2 separate regions of the Mus musculus genome follow, and region 2 is linked to region 1. Evidence: chromatin contacts called from public Hi-C data. All regions are on one chromosome and are shown on one strand. Each heading gives the region's core, a stretch centred on a gene start, on an enhancer-like site or on the middle of the called end of the contact. The rest is flanking DNA. Distances are from core to core; before and after follow the strand shown. Region 1 overlaps Pknox2 (Pbx/knotted 1 homeobox 2). Region 2 holds the start of Pknox2 (Pbx/knotted 1 homeobox 2).

Region 1 (5,631 bases), core at 2,235-4,734:
TTTTCTTTTGCTGTGACTGACTTCTAGGCTGGCAGGCGCTGACCCTTGCTGCAGATGCTCCCGCTGCCCTCATGACCCTGGGTTAGGCCTTATTGCTCTGTTGGTGGCAAAATGCTGTATTTTGCCTGCTCTGCTTCCCTTGATGAATCCTCAGATTGTCACTTTCTCTTGTCACGCGGCTGAGAATCCTATGCAAAGTAAAGCCAGATGCCAGTGGGGACTTGTTAGCACAAAGACATGCATTTGTTCTGCCCGGGGCTGAGCCTCCTGGGTAGGCTGTATTTACTTTTCCTTTGGAGCCAGACCCCTCTCCAAAGGGGACTTTGGGGCCTCTTCACTTCTAACCAAATGAGGAATGTCCAGGGTCATCCTGCAGCTGACCTTTCTCCTGTGTCACATGGCTTTGTTCCCCAAAGCAGAAGCAATTTCTTCCCTCCCCCTCCGTGCTGGTTCACAGTTTCTCTTGCTTGTAGCCAAACAGTGCTCCAGCAAGAATATTTACTTGCACCAAAGACAGTGTTTTAACTTTTCAAAATGTATCAGAATATCATTGTTGCATTTTCACAGTGTCTCTTACAGCCAAGGCAAGCATAAACATTTGAGTTGAGGCCGATAGATTTATTGATACTTTGTCCAAAGTTTCTTGGAATCTTAGAACTTTTTGACTAAATATACAGGTAGTGGAAATCTTTCCTTCTGACTTAGAACTCTGCAAATGTGGACAACCTCAAAATCTTGCTACAATTTATAACACGTTCCCAGAATAATACACACACACCTATCTAGATAAAAATCTAAGAGGCTTGCAGGCACCGGAAACTTAAAGGCTGCTCTTGTTCAAGTCCAGCCACTTGGTCCAAGAGATGAAGAAATTGAGGCTCAGAGAGTTTGAATTCAGGGTCCTAGAACTAAGGTGACTAAGGCCATTCTTTGTATTGTCTAACCCTTCCACACACCAAGCTGCTCAGCACCACAGGGTATTGAGAGGTTAAGAGTTCTAACCCCCTCATCTTTTCTTTGCATCCCATTCCCTTCTCTCTTTAGACTTCCTGCACATCATTTATTGCTGTAGATGCATTCTTAGACTGTCTCTCATTTCTGACTAGAAGGTTGGTTTTCCCCTCTCCCCACCCTAGGCAGTCCTTCTCCTTTGTTTTCAAGCCCCAAATAATTTCATAAATCATTTCCTATCCCTTTAGCGTCATGTTGGTTTAGGTGCTACCAAATAACTCAGCTTTCCAGGTTGACCCACAGCTTTGACAGTTTTTTGCACTTGGGAGGAAGCAGTCCTCACATCCTTTCTTGCAGTCCTTCCTCTGTGGCTTCGGGGACTTGGGGTTCTCTGGAATCTCTGCCAACAATCCTTGGCTCCTCTTGTCTTGTCTTTGGACTTCAGAGGACCTCCCCTGTCTACTTTTTAAAGCTACTGTGTGTTTTCTTTCTCCTGATAGAAATTAGAGGGTGTTCATGGTGATGGTGGTGGTGGTGTGTGTATAATGAGTGTGTAAGGTAAAACTATTTTGAAGAGCACTGAACATTCAGTAGCATCACTATCATCCACGTAGTTGTGCGGCCTTCACCACCATTCATTCATAGAACTCTTTTCATCCTGTAAAACTAAAACTTGCAACTCTCAGCCTTTGGCAACCATCATTCTGCTTTCTGACTCTGTGGATTGGACTGCTCCCCATATCACCTATGAGTAGAATCAAAGGGTATTTTCCCTTTTCCTGCTGGCTTATTTCACTTAGCACAATGTCCTCAAGGTTCACCCATGTTATAGCATGTATCTTTTTCACTGTTATGTGTATCTACCCGTGTTAAGTCAGCCATCAGTTGCCTTGACAAAGTACTGGAGAAAAGAATCCTAGTAAAGAGGTAACAGTTGTTTTTGACTCCTGGGCTTAGAGATGGCACCACCCACAAGAGGACCTCCCCCCTTGATACTAATTGAGAAAATGCCTTACAGCTGGATCTCATGGAGGCATTTCCCCAACTGAAACTCCTTTCTCTATGATAACTCCAGCCTGTGTTAAGTTGACACAAAACTAGCCGGTACACCCACCTATGACTACCTTGTTTTGAGTAACTATTGACTACCTTGTTATACCCACCCTATGGCCATGTCTTTGTGTCAGGAGGGACTAACTTGTTATGTGTAAGTTCTGCTCTTGTAACCCTACCTGCTTGGTTGGCCAAGTCCCCCATTTGGAACCCTGCACCCACTCCTGAGCTATAAAAACAGTGTCTTTCTCCTATTCAAGGCTGAGCTCTTGAACCCTATCTTAGGGGTTGGCAGCCCATGTACACAAATAAAAAACTTGCTTTAATTAATTGCTTGCTTTAATTAATTTGGCCATGATGATTTGGTTCAGTGGTCTTTCTTTTCCCATCTCTGGGATTAACAGAGTCTTTAACACAGGGGCTTTGGGAGGCACTTTTCAAATCCAAACTGTTGCAGCCAGATTTTGTTTTATCTATCATTTTGTCAGTGGACACTGGGTTGCTTCCACTTTTGGCTATTATAGCTAAAGGGATCATACATGAGCCTGGATGTGGCTCCAACCCCCTCTATGACCACTGAAATTGTCACTGGATTCTAGTCCTGAAGTTGGTCACGTCATTATTTGACCTTGGCCAAACCACATAACCTTTGTGTGCATGGGTTTTGTCATTCATAGTAGACGTGAGTTGATCCCACTTGTGGCTATTCCACACTTGACATGAAGCTGATTGAGACCAGAGAATTTGGCATTGTGAGTTTTAGTTTATTAGCATTTAAGTGTAAAGAGATGTCCAGTGTCTACCTCATAGCACCATGTGGCTATAGAGAATGCGGATGAGATCCGCAGAAATCCAGTAGACAGAAAGTACTCAACTAGCCAGTGTCTGGCACATAGTAAGCACTCAATAAATGCCTGCTATTATTAGGCATTCTGTGTCTTGCTTTCCAGCCCACCACACCTGAAGGCCCTCACTCTAGCTGTCCTGAGTCACCTGGGGAAGGGAGGGAAGGTGTTACTGCGGTGGTGCATGTCAGTAATGAGCCTAGCACTGAATGTTTCTGGTCTGCTACTTTCCCTGGAGGGTCATGTGAGCCAGAGTGGTATGTGGCCTGCTTTGCAAGTGATTAACATGGTGTAAGCAATCTGCATAGAGAGAAAAAACCCTCCGTTGGTATTCCATTATTCTATTAGAGTTTCAGAGCTGGGATTAAGTGGACATGATTTCTTCCTATGGGCCATTAATTTTGTTTTATTGCTGGTCTGATGGCCATTACCCTTTTTTGCCAATGCATTCCCCCATTAGGTTTGTACAATTAACAAAATATGTGCTGTTAGGGCTTTGATAGGAAGAGTGGGATGGAAATAAAGGGAGGGGTGCAGCTGCCACAGAGGAGGTGGGGGTGGGGCAGGAGAGGTAAGAGCAAGGGGTGGAGCCTCAGGAATGGGGTGGGCTGGGAGTAAGTCTCTTGAGCACTAGCCTCAGGCCATGGGCATTCCTGGAAAGCAGCAGAAAGCTCTTGCTTGAAAATGAAGGAAGCAGAGGGTGGGTCTCAGTGGGTCCAGCGTTGGCACTCCAAGCCGTCCTTCTTCTAGTTAGGTCCGGCACAGAGGAGAACATACTGGCTACCCCGCCTGCCCCACTTTGTCTCCTTAAATCCGAAACTCCTCCACAGGCAGCAGCAGTTACTCCAGATATCTGTCTCTCTAACAAAAAGAGACCCCCAGGGGTACCTTCTTTCTTTCTAGGCAACGCACAGCAGGACCTGTGCCCATTTTAGGGGTGACTGATCCCTAATGCCATTTAGTGGACATTCAGGATTGGAGTGGCTAAGTTGTCCTTTTCTTTTTACCGGAAATGTTAGGGATCCACATTTTAAAAACGTGGAATTTCCCAAATGTTTCAGTGTTGCCAGAATTCAGAAAAAATAATAGATACCGAGTCTTGGAATATTTTCAAAGAGGGGTGGATGTGATCTCATTTGTGTTCCAAAGGGATCTCTAGGAGTAGGAAGGAGGTGGGTAGATGGGCAAGATCAGGGTGAGTCTGGAACCAGGAGGCCAACTGGACAAGTAAGACATGGTATGAACAGAGGGGCTGCCCTGACTGATGGAGGTAGCAGACTCTCAGTGTTGTCTTTGCACTGCAGAAGACATCTCTAGGGTCAGGGCAACGTATCCTGAGAGTCGGCCTTCTACTGGTTCAACTCTGTAAAGGTCAGACTGGTCTGTGAGCCACATGGCTCAGTATGTGTGAACCTGCCTCCTGGGCTCAGAGAGCAAATCATAGACTTCCACCCACTGTTCAGAGAGTCAGAGCATCTCTTCTATTTACATTAGTGATTAGGGTTAGGCTACCAAAGCTAAGATTCTATATAGGGCTTCAGAGTCATACCTACACTGAAAGTACAGGCTCAAGATTAGATGTTGGGAATGCGACCCAGGAACCACATGCAGATCCTTTGCAACCAGCTGCTTGTGGAAGTAGAATCTATACTTGCTAGGCTTACAGGAAAGTTATCAATGTCCTCAATGCCAATGAGCAAGAATTTCAAGCCCTGTTTATTTAGTGAGAAGTAATGATATGTTTGACCATTCAGCTATATGTCATATAGAACCTGCTGGTCAGGAGCTACAGTGCATGAATGACAATCTCATAGGGCAAATATAAACAATTGCAAATTATTATCCAGACAGGTGGAACAGCGTAGGGACTTTACAACAGTGGTACACGGGGTGTGCCATCTATAGTCACTGAAGTAAATTAAAAGATATCCTTCACAAACACCTTGTCCAACTCAGGATTTCACTCAGTTGCTTCCCTTTTGGGAGGTTTGCTCATATGCTAAAGGAGTTTTTCAGAGAAGATGTCCATCCAGGGAAACAGTTGACACCGGAGAAAGGTGTCTCACAGATCTGGTCTCAAAGGTCTGGCTTGGGCAAGAACAGAAAAGTTTTGGACAGTCAGATGGATACAGACAGCCCAGTCTTCGCCATTCACCTGCCTTTTCCCCACTCAGTTGCTTACAGTCTCTTTTAGGCACTGAATAACATCAATAAGCCGATTAAGTTATTAATTTATTAATATAGTTCAAGTTGTTCAGTAAATGTGATGCATTATCTCAGTTGTTGTTTCCAGTGTCTTCTTCCTCTTGGAGAGGTGAAAATTGAGACCGAGAGAGAGAGAGAGAGACTATGATCAAAAGATTAATGGGTCCCAGCTAGAAACCATTGTATCTGAACCCCAAATCTTTACTCTTAGTCACAATTACATTGTGAGACCCTTTAGGAAGAGATTAAGCACTTTCACTGGAAACTAATCAGGACCATATCAGATGTTGGGGAACTTTGTTTTAAGGATGGCCTAGCCTAACTTTATCATTTTCTAATAAGAAAATTGAGGCATAAAGTCGTTGATGGTTCTGCTCCAAGATCAAACAATAAGATAATTGCAGAGTCAGAGCATGAATCCACACATCTGGCTGGTACCCCTTGCCATAGCACTGTCTGTATTGGACCGTGGTTGTTTACAACAACATCATTTCCCCCATCCTTCCAACTTACCTGGGTGTGCCTCACAGCTGGCTGCACAGCTGTCTAAGGATGCAAAGTCAAGTTCTGGAAGTTC
Region 2 (5,631 bases), core at 947-3,446, 57 kb before region 1:
ACAAATTAAGTTTGTCTCCCTTTACACGAATTAAGGAGGGAATTGAAGAGGGAGCGGTAATGTGGGTCTCTGACTCCCTGTTTATTCTCACCACTACTTTCTAGTGGTAGACATAAGCCAAATATTCCTTTCCAACCATTATTTAAAAAAAGGATGGTTACATGTTAGATCATCTCTTCTTTTTAAAGCCTTTGCAAGCTACAAAGCAAGCTGTAGTGACTAAAAGTTAGTGTGCATTTTAAAGTTAGTAAAGGATATTACTGGCTAATGTGCTATTTGAAAAGACTCCACAAGTCAATCGTTGATGTCCATGGGTCTGATGTCTTAAAGAACAAGTTGACATCGGAATTGTACTTTAGAAAATGAGGACTGTGGTAAGTATGAGTGGGTAGTATATGGCTTTTGTCTGTATGCTCACTGGCACTTCTCTGATGAACTAAGTATTTACTATCAGCCCATTCTCCATCTGAATCTACTGGCCAGCAACCTCCAAAGGAGAGCAACCCCTTCTCCAGAGGTCCCTGGCAGAGTCAAAGGGATCGCTCCTCTCCCAGTCTATGCAATGCATTTCCCTCTGCGACTTTATGGCAGGCTGACCTCCAGCCTCTGGGTCAGTGAGTCTGGTGTTTCTGTACTACATAAAAAGGGCAAGTGGATTCATTATTATTATATTATTATACAATGTGAAATATATACTAGCAATTATGCTGTCAGGAGCCACAGTCTTTGACCACAGATCAGAGGTTGGGGTGACATAACTCTACCTAGTGAAAGTCTTTAGGGAGTCCATGGGAAGATGTTTCAACCCCATCTGTAGCAGTGGATCTATAGGTGAAAGCCCCCTCCCCGTCCCACAGGAACATTGCAGGTGAATGTGGAGTTGCTGGCAGGACCTGGATAAAGAGCACATCTGGAATGTGATGCAGACGTCTCTGAGCCTTTGGATCTAATGATACTTCTCATTTTTGCCGGAATCCGAGGCAGGGGAGGAATGACCCAGAGGCTTGGAATGGAGCAAAGGGTAACCTCCCTCTGCTGGGGTTAGATCCTTTTCTGGGAACCTGACTGTCTGGATTCCCTCTTAGCTTTTCCTTAACTTTCAGTGACTTTGTTTAGGCTTCAGCCAGGCTCCTTTCCTGGTGTGAGAGTCACAGGATTCATTGTCACCTGCCTGTGGCCTGAAACCGCTTCTCAAGGGGGGCAGAAGGGATTCTCTGGTCCTCTGTGTAGGAGCTGAGCCAGTCTGCATCCTGAGTGGCTGAGCCTATACTTGGCACTCAGTAGGAAAGTCATCTTTGTTGACTAAATGGAGACATGCATGGTTGCACTGGCTTGATTTGGCTTTTCATTGTAGAAGTGACTTGGGTGAGGAGCCTGTTTGGTGTATGGAACAGATTGGACCACCCCAGCAAGCCCAAGCTGAAACAGTACTCCCCTCACCTTACGGTGCCCAGCCTCCGGGACACACTGGCTGGCTAAGCAGTTTTAAGAATGAAACAGCAGTGGCTTCCAAGCACTTGCCTGACATTTGCCAAGGGATAGCTTCTGATAAGGCTCTTTCCCTTGTTATCTTGCCCCTGAACCACCCCATCAACCCTCGGATGAACCAAGCGTCAGAGGAAGCCTACAGCAGGGGGAAAAAAAAAAGCTCTTGAGACCAGGGATAACTAACCACCTGAGCACCTTTGCTGGGGCCAAGGTAATGAGAATTATTCAAATGCAATCATAAAAATGAGGCCAGCCGGGCAGGAATGGGGTGGGGGTGTGATGGAGAGAACGTTTCTTGCCAGTTTGAAGATTCCTATTTTCTTGGGGTTCTCTTGAGGTACACAGAAAATTTCACCTCCTCTCAATCTCTTCAGCACCTGGTGTCTTGGAACTCGTCACCAGTTGATCGCTAAGGAGGACACCGGGTAGGGGTGCGCCTGCATTTCTGGGGTTCACTGCATCACCTCTGTCAGGCAACCCCCAGGTCTGGGCGCCTGCTGCCTCTCTCCAGCAGCAAGCAGGCCAGAGCCTGATGTCTGAGCCGAGCCTCCAGTAGAGGGAGACACTCTAGCAGCTCCTCGCCTGGGAAGCGGCCGGGTCCAGGAGTGGGTGGGGGCTATGGGGGGGGGGGAGAAAGGGGGAGTGGGGAGAGGGGAGGTGTGCGCGCGCGGGGAGGGGGGGGGAGGGAGTCCGGGGGGCGGGTCCCTGTGCCGCTGACGTCCCGAGCAGTGCTGGGAAGTATAGGCTGTGTTGTCACGCCGGTGTCAGTCTGATGAAGATTGGCATCAGGTAAGCTGTCATTCATTTCCATGTCAGAGACGCTTTTGCAGGCGGCGGCGGCGGCGGCGGCTGCTGCTGCGGGCGGCTGCCTCAGAGCGCGTGTGTTTTATTCCAGTCCCCAAGCCAGAGTATTATTCATTGCGACAGGGCAAGGAGGAGAGAGGGAGAGAGGGAGGCAGCAGGGAGGAGAGAGAGGGAGGCAGCAGGGAGGAGGGAGGCAGGGAGCAGAGAGGGACGGCGGGAGCGTGCAGAGAGAAGCTGGGGAAGCGCCGGGAGAGCGCGGAGCGAAGCCGCGCGAGGGGAGGCGAGGCTGGGCGAGGAGGCGGCGAGAAGCGCGCGGCCCACCCGCTCCCGGACCCGGCCGGTGCGCAGCTCCGTGCCCGCCTCGCTGCCGCCGCCTCGCCCCGCTCCCCTCTGGCCCAGGGCCGGGCGTGCATTGTTTGCGGTCGCAAGCAGCTGGGCAGCGGACTCAGAGCGCAGCGGCCCTAGAGCCTGTAGCGGGCGGGCTGGAAGCCGTGCACCCGGAGCTTCCCGGGACTCGAGCCCAGGGACGAGCGCGTCGGCCGGAGTCCCTGCGCAGGCGGCTCCTGGCTAGGCGCTCGGTGGGGGCGAGGCTGGGAACTGCGGGCGGGCTTCGGTTCTCCTTTCCCGGGCTCCAGGAGCCCTGTGGCTGGAGCTTCCTAGGTGTCACCAGCCCCGAGCTGCCTTCGAGTGGTTGGAAGCGGGAGCAGCCCTAGCCTGCGGCCGGGTGGCTGGAGTCAAGCAGTGGCGGCCGCGTCCTGCCCGGCCCGGGGAGGCAGGGAGAGTAGAGGTTTACCGGAGGATCAGTGGGGACAGGGGAACATGTGTGTGTGTGTGTGTATGTATGTGTGTGTGTATGGGGGGGGGGGAGGTGTTAGTCAGAGAAACCAGAACCCGAGGGGCGACGCTCAGGGACTCTAACTAGGAGTAGGAGGAGAATTTGTAGGGTCACTGGCTCTCTACGTATTGTTGGGTCTTTTGGGCGGGGAGGGGAGGATTAGGGGTCCTTGGCGAAGAGCTAGAAGATAAATTCGTAAAAGGGGGGGAGGTGGGCACGGAAAGCGTCCCGAGAAGAAAGCCGATGGGGATGGGGCAGGGTCCTGAATGTGCCGCGCGAAGTTTCTGTTTCTTTCGGGTTAGGCTGGCTTCCAAAGCCAAGGAAGAAACGAGCGCAGTGGGCCGCGCTGTCTGGAGAGTCCTTCACAGGGCAGCCAGGGTTCCCGCGCGGTCGGAAGACGCGGGTTGGGAGTGGGAGGGGGATGCGGATCAGCCCCTTAAAGGAGGGCTGGGTTTTGGAGCAGGCTAGAGTTTGGGTTGCAGGAATCAAGCTGTTTTCAGAATAGGGACAGATGGGCCGCTGTGTAGTTTACATGCCGGCAAAGACAGAGGGCTGGAGTTAGGCGCCGGGGCCCCGATTACCTCCGAGGCTTGACTCCGGAGCCGGTGACGTTGTTTTAGAACTGACACTCGGGATCAGGATATTGAAATGTAGGAAGAATTGCGCGTCCAGGTTCTTACAGCGTGTGGGAGGAAAAGCTTTTATGTAGGCAAGAAAAGTAGTTGATTCCAGCCGTGGTGAGCGAGCCCCGAACGTCTGCTGCTTCTCCCCCTAAAGCGAATCTTGCGGATGAGAGGATCTGGGTGCACAGGGCTGAAACCTAGGAGAAAGACTCTGGAAGGTACACAAAAATAGTGATTCAGTACGAAGTGACCGGGTAGCATCATCCGGGTCCGAGTGGAGCCAAGGAGCTGGCCCTGCAGAGTCAGCAGGCTCTGGGAGTCACTTGCGGTCTGTGGCCTCAGCGTGGCGGGGTGGTTGCTGGTGGCCCGCCGGGACAGTGGTAGGCGACGCAGGCAAGGGGGCCACTAGTAGAGAGGTGCTACTGGGGCTTAAGGAATCGTGGCTGCCGCCAAAGGAAAGACATTCCCGAACTCCGGAGTCCTCATCGGATCTGCCGCCTGTTTATCTGCAAGCGATGCTTGCTTCGTCCAGGGCAATGTCGAAGAGCGCACAGGCCGGCCCATACCGGCAAGGTTCTATCCTAGAGGGAGGAGGAAGTTCGGGGTTTCCTTACCCTCACATATGTTATCTTGGGACTTCTCCAGGCTGTTGGCTTTCTGGAATTCAAATGCTCTTCAACTGGTAGAATCCAAGATAACAAGCTTAAACGGATTTAAACATCCGCCCCCCCACACACCCCCCTCCCAAATCTCAGAAATGATGGTGTTCAAAAGCAACATGGTTTTATCCCAAACTCTAGCCCCTTTGCCCTCCCACTCTGCCTTCTGACCTTCCCGTGGCCCCTGGACCTTGATGCAAATGCACGCATGTGTGTATGCCTGTAGGTAGGTGTGGGGTGTCTCTTATTTAGGGGCTCGTATCTCATACTCAAACTACTTCCTCAAGGCTCGGGCCTAGCTCACCAGTGGGTGGAGTGGAGGGGTCCTAAAGAAGGAAAGAGCAGATTGGGGAGAAGGAGGGTTGAAGATGTTACATTCTGGACATTTAGATAAAGAGTAAGGTTGAGGGATGGATGTAAGTGTGTGTGTGTGTGTGTGTGTGTGTGTGTGTGTGTGTGTGTTGGGAGTTGATTTTCTCTGTGCATGATTTCTCTGTGCACCGTGAATTGAGAAAGCCAGCCAGTCCTTTGGGGCACTGAAGCCGCAGGACCCAAGAATGGCCACCGCGGCCGGGGGCGCGGCGACCGCTACCAGGAGCTGTTGTTTTCCAGACTTGGAATTCCTGAGCGCTCTTCTCCAGCCCTGAGCTGAGCGGGGGAGGGAGCCGTGACCCCACGGAGACTCCCCGGTCACCGCCTCCCTTTTGTGAGATCGAAAGGCATGAAAGCCTAGAGAAAGAGGATCTGCAGGGAATGAGGGCCAGGGGGTTACTCGAGGGAGATGGGCCTAGCAACAACCACAGTAAAATGCTTAGCGCAAATCGCAGCGAAGTGTACCCAACTCGAGACTGGCTGTTTTATGACCCTTTCTAGGAGTTTACTGCTCTGTGCTTTTAAGTCTATAGATTGCTTTAAGTTAATGAAAGTGCGGCTTTCAAAGGGGCCTTTTTATTGTGCGGCAGCGACAAATCTAGTACCTCCCCTTTACTCTTCCAAAATGGGCCCATTTAGAAGGAGGGAGCTTGCTGGGATTCCCACATGAACAGAGCTGGGGGGTGGGGGTGGGGGGAAGAACACCACTTGAAAATGGGGATTAATAAAAGACAGCGTTCCGCGTAATTCAGAAAGATAAGTTAACTTCTCCCTCATCCAGTTTCATCTGTGCATCCTTCAGTTGCCTCTGGGCTTTCCCAGAAGCTAGCTAGCTTTAAAGGTTGCTCAG

What was found. A called contact is a pair of places that touch in the nucleus more often than the background predicts.
Region 2: a Hi-C map of embryonic stem cells shows a contact between it and region 1, with 2.0 times the contacts expected there. The contact joins the promoter of Pknox2 here to the enhancer-like site in region 1. A contact is called at or near these places in 3 of 39 promoter capture datasets (cranial neural crest, embryonic stem cells and liver), 15 of 484 Hi-C or Micro-C datasets (cerebral cortex, embryonic fibroblasts, embryonic stem cells and 6 more), 12 of 115 datasets of contacts at active chromatin or transcription factors (craniofacial prominence, embryonic hindbrain, embryonic limb bud and 4 more) and 3 of 9 other capture datasets (adipose tissue, liver and pancreatic islet).

Annotation. Positions count from the first base shown.
Region 1 is chr9:37,087,909-37,093,539 of GRCm38.p6, reverse strand. The region is part of intron 1 of Pknox2 (Pbx/knotted 1 homeobox 2); the gene reads left to right. Among named protein-coding and RNA genes, the nearest start is that of Gm34538, 53 kb to the right of the region's middle. Within about 2 kb of position 3,484, at least 12 of the 459 cell types and tissues checked have an H3K27ac peak or open chromatin away from gene starts, as enhancers often do. A contact at or near this core is called in embryonic stem cells, where this site is marked.
Region 2 is chr9:37,143,887-37,149,517 of GRCm38.p6, reverse strand. Pknox2 (Pbx/knotted 1 homeobox 2) reads left to right here and starts at 2,196. Exons shown (of 13, transcript NM_001029838.2): 1 at 2,196-2,277.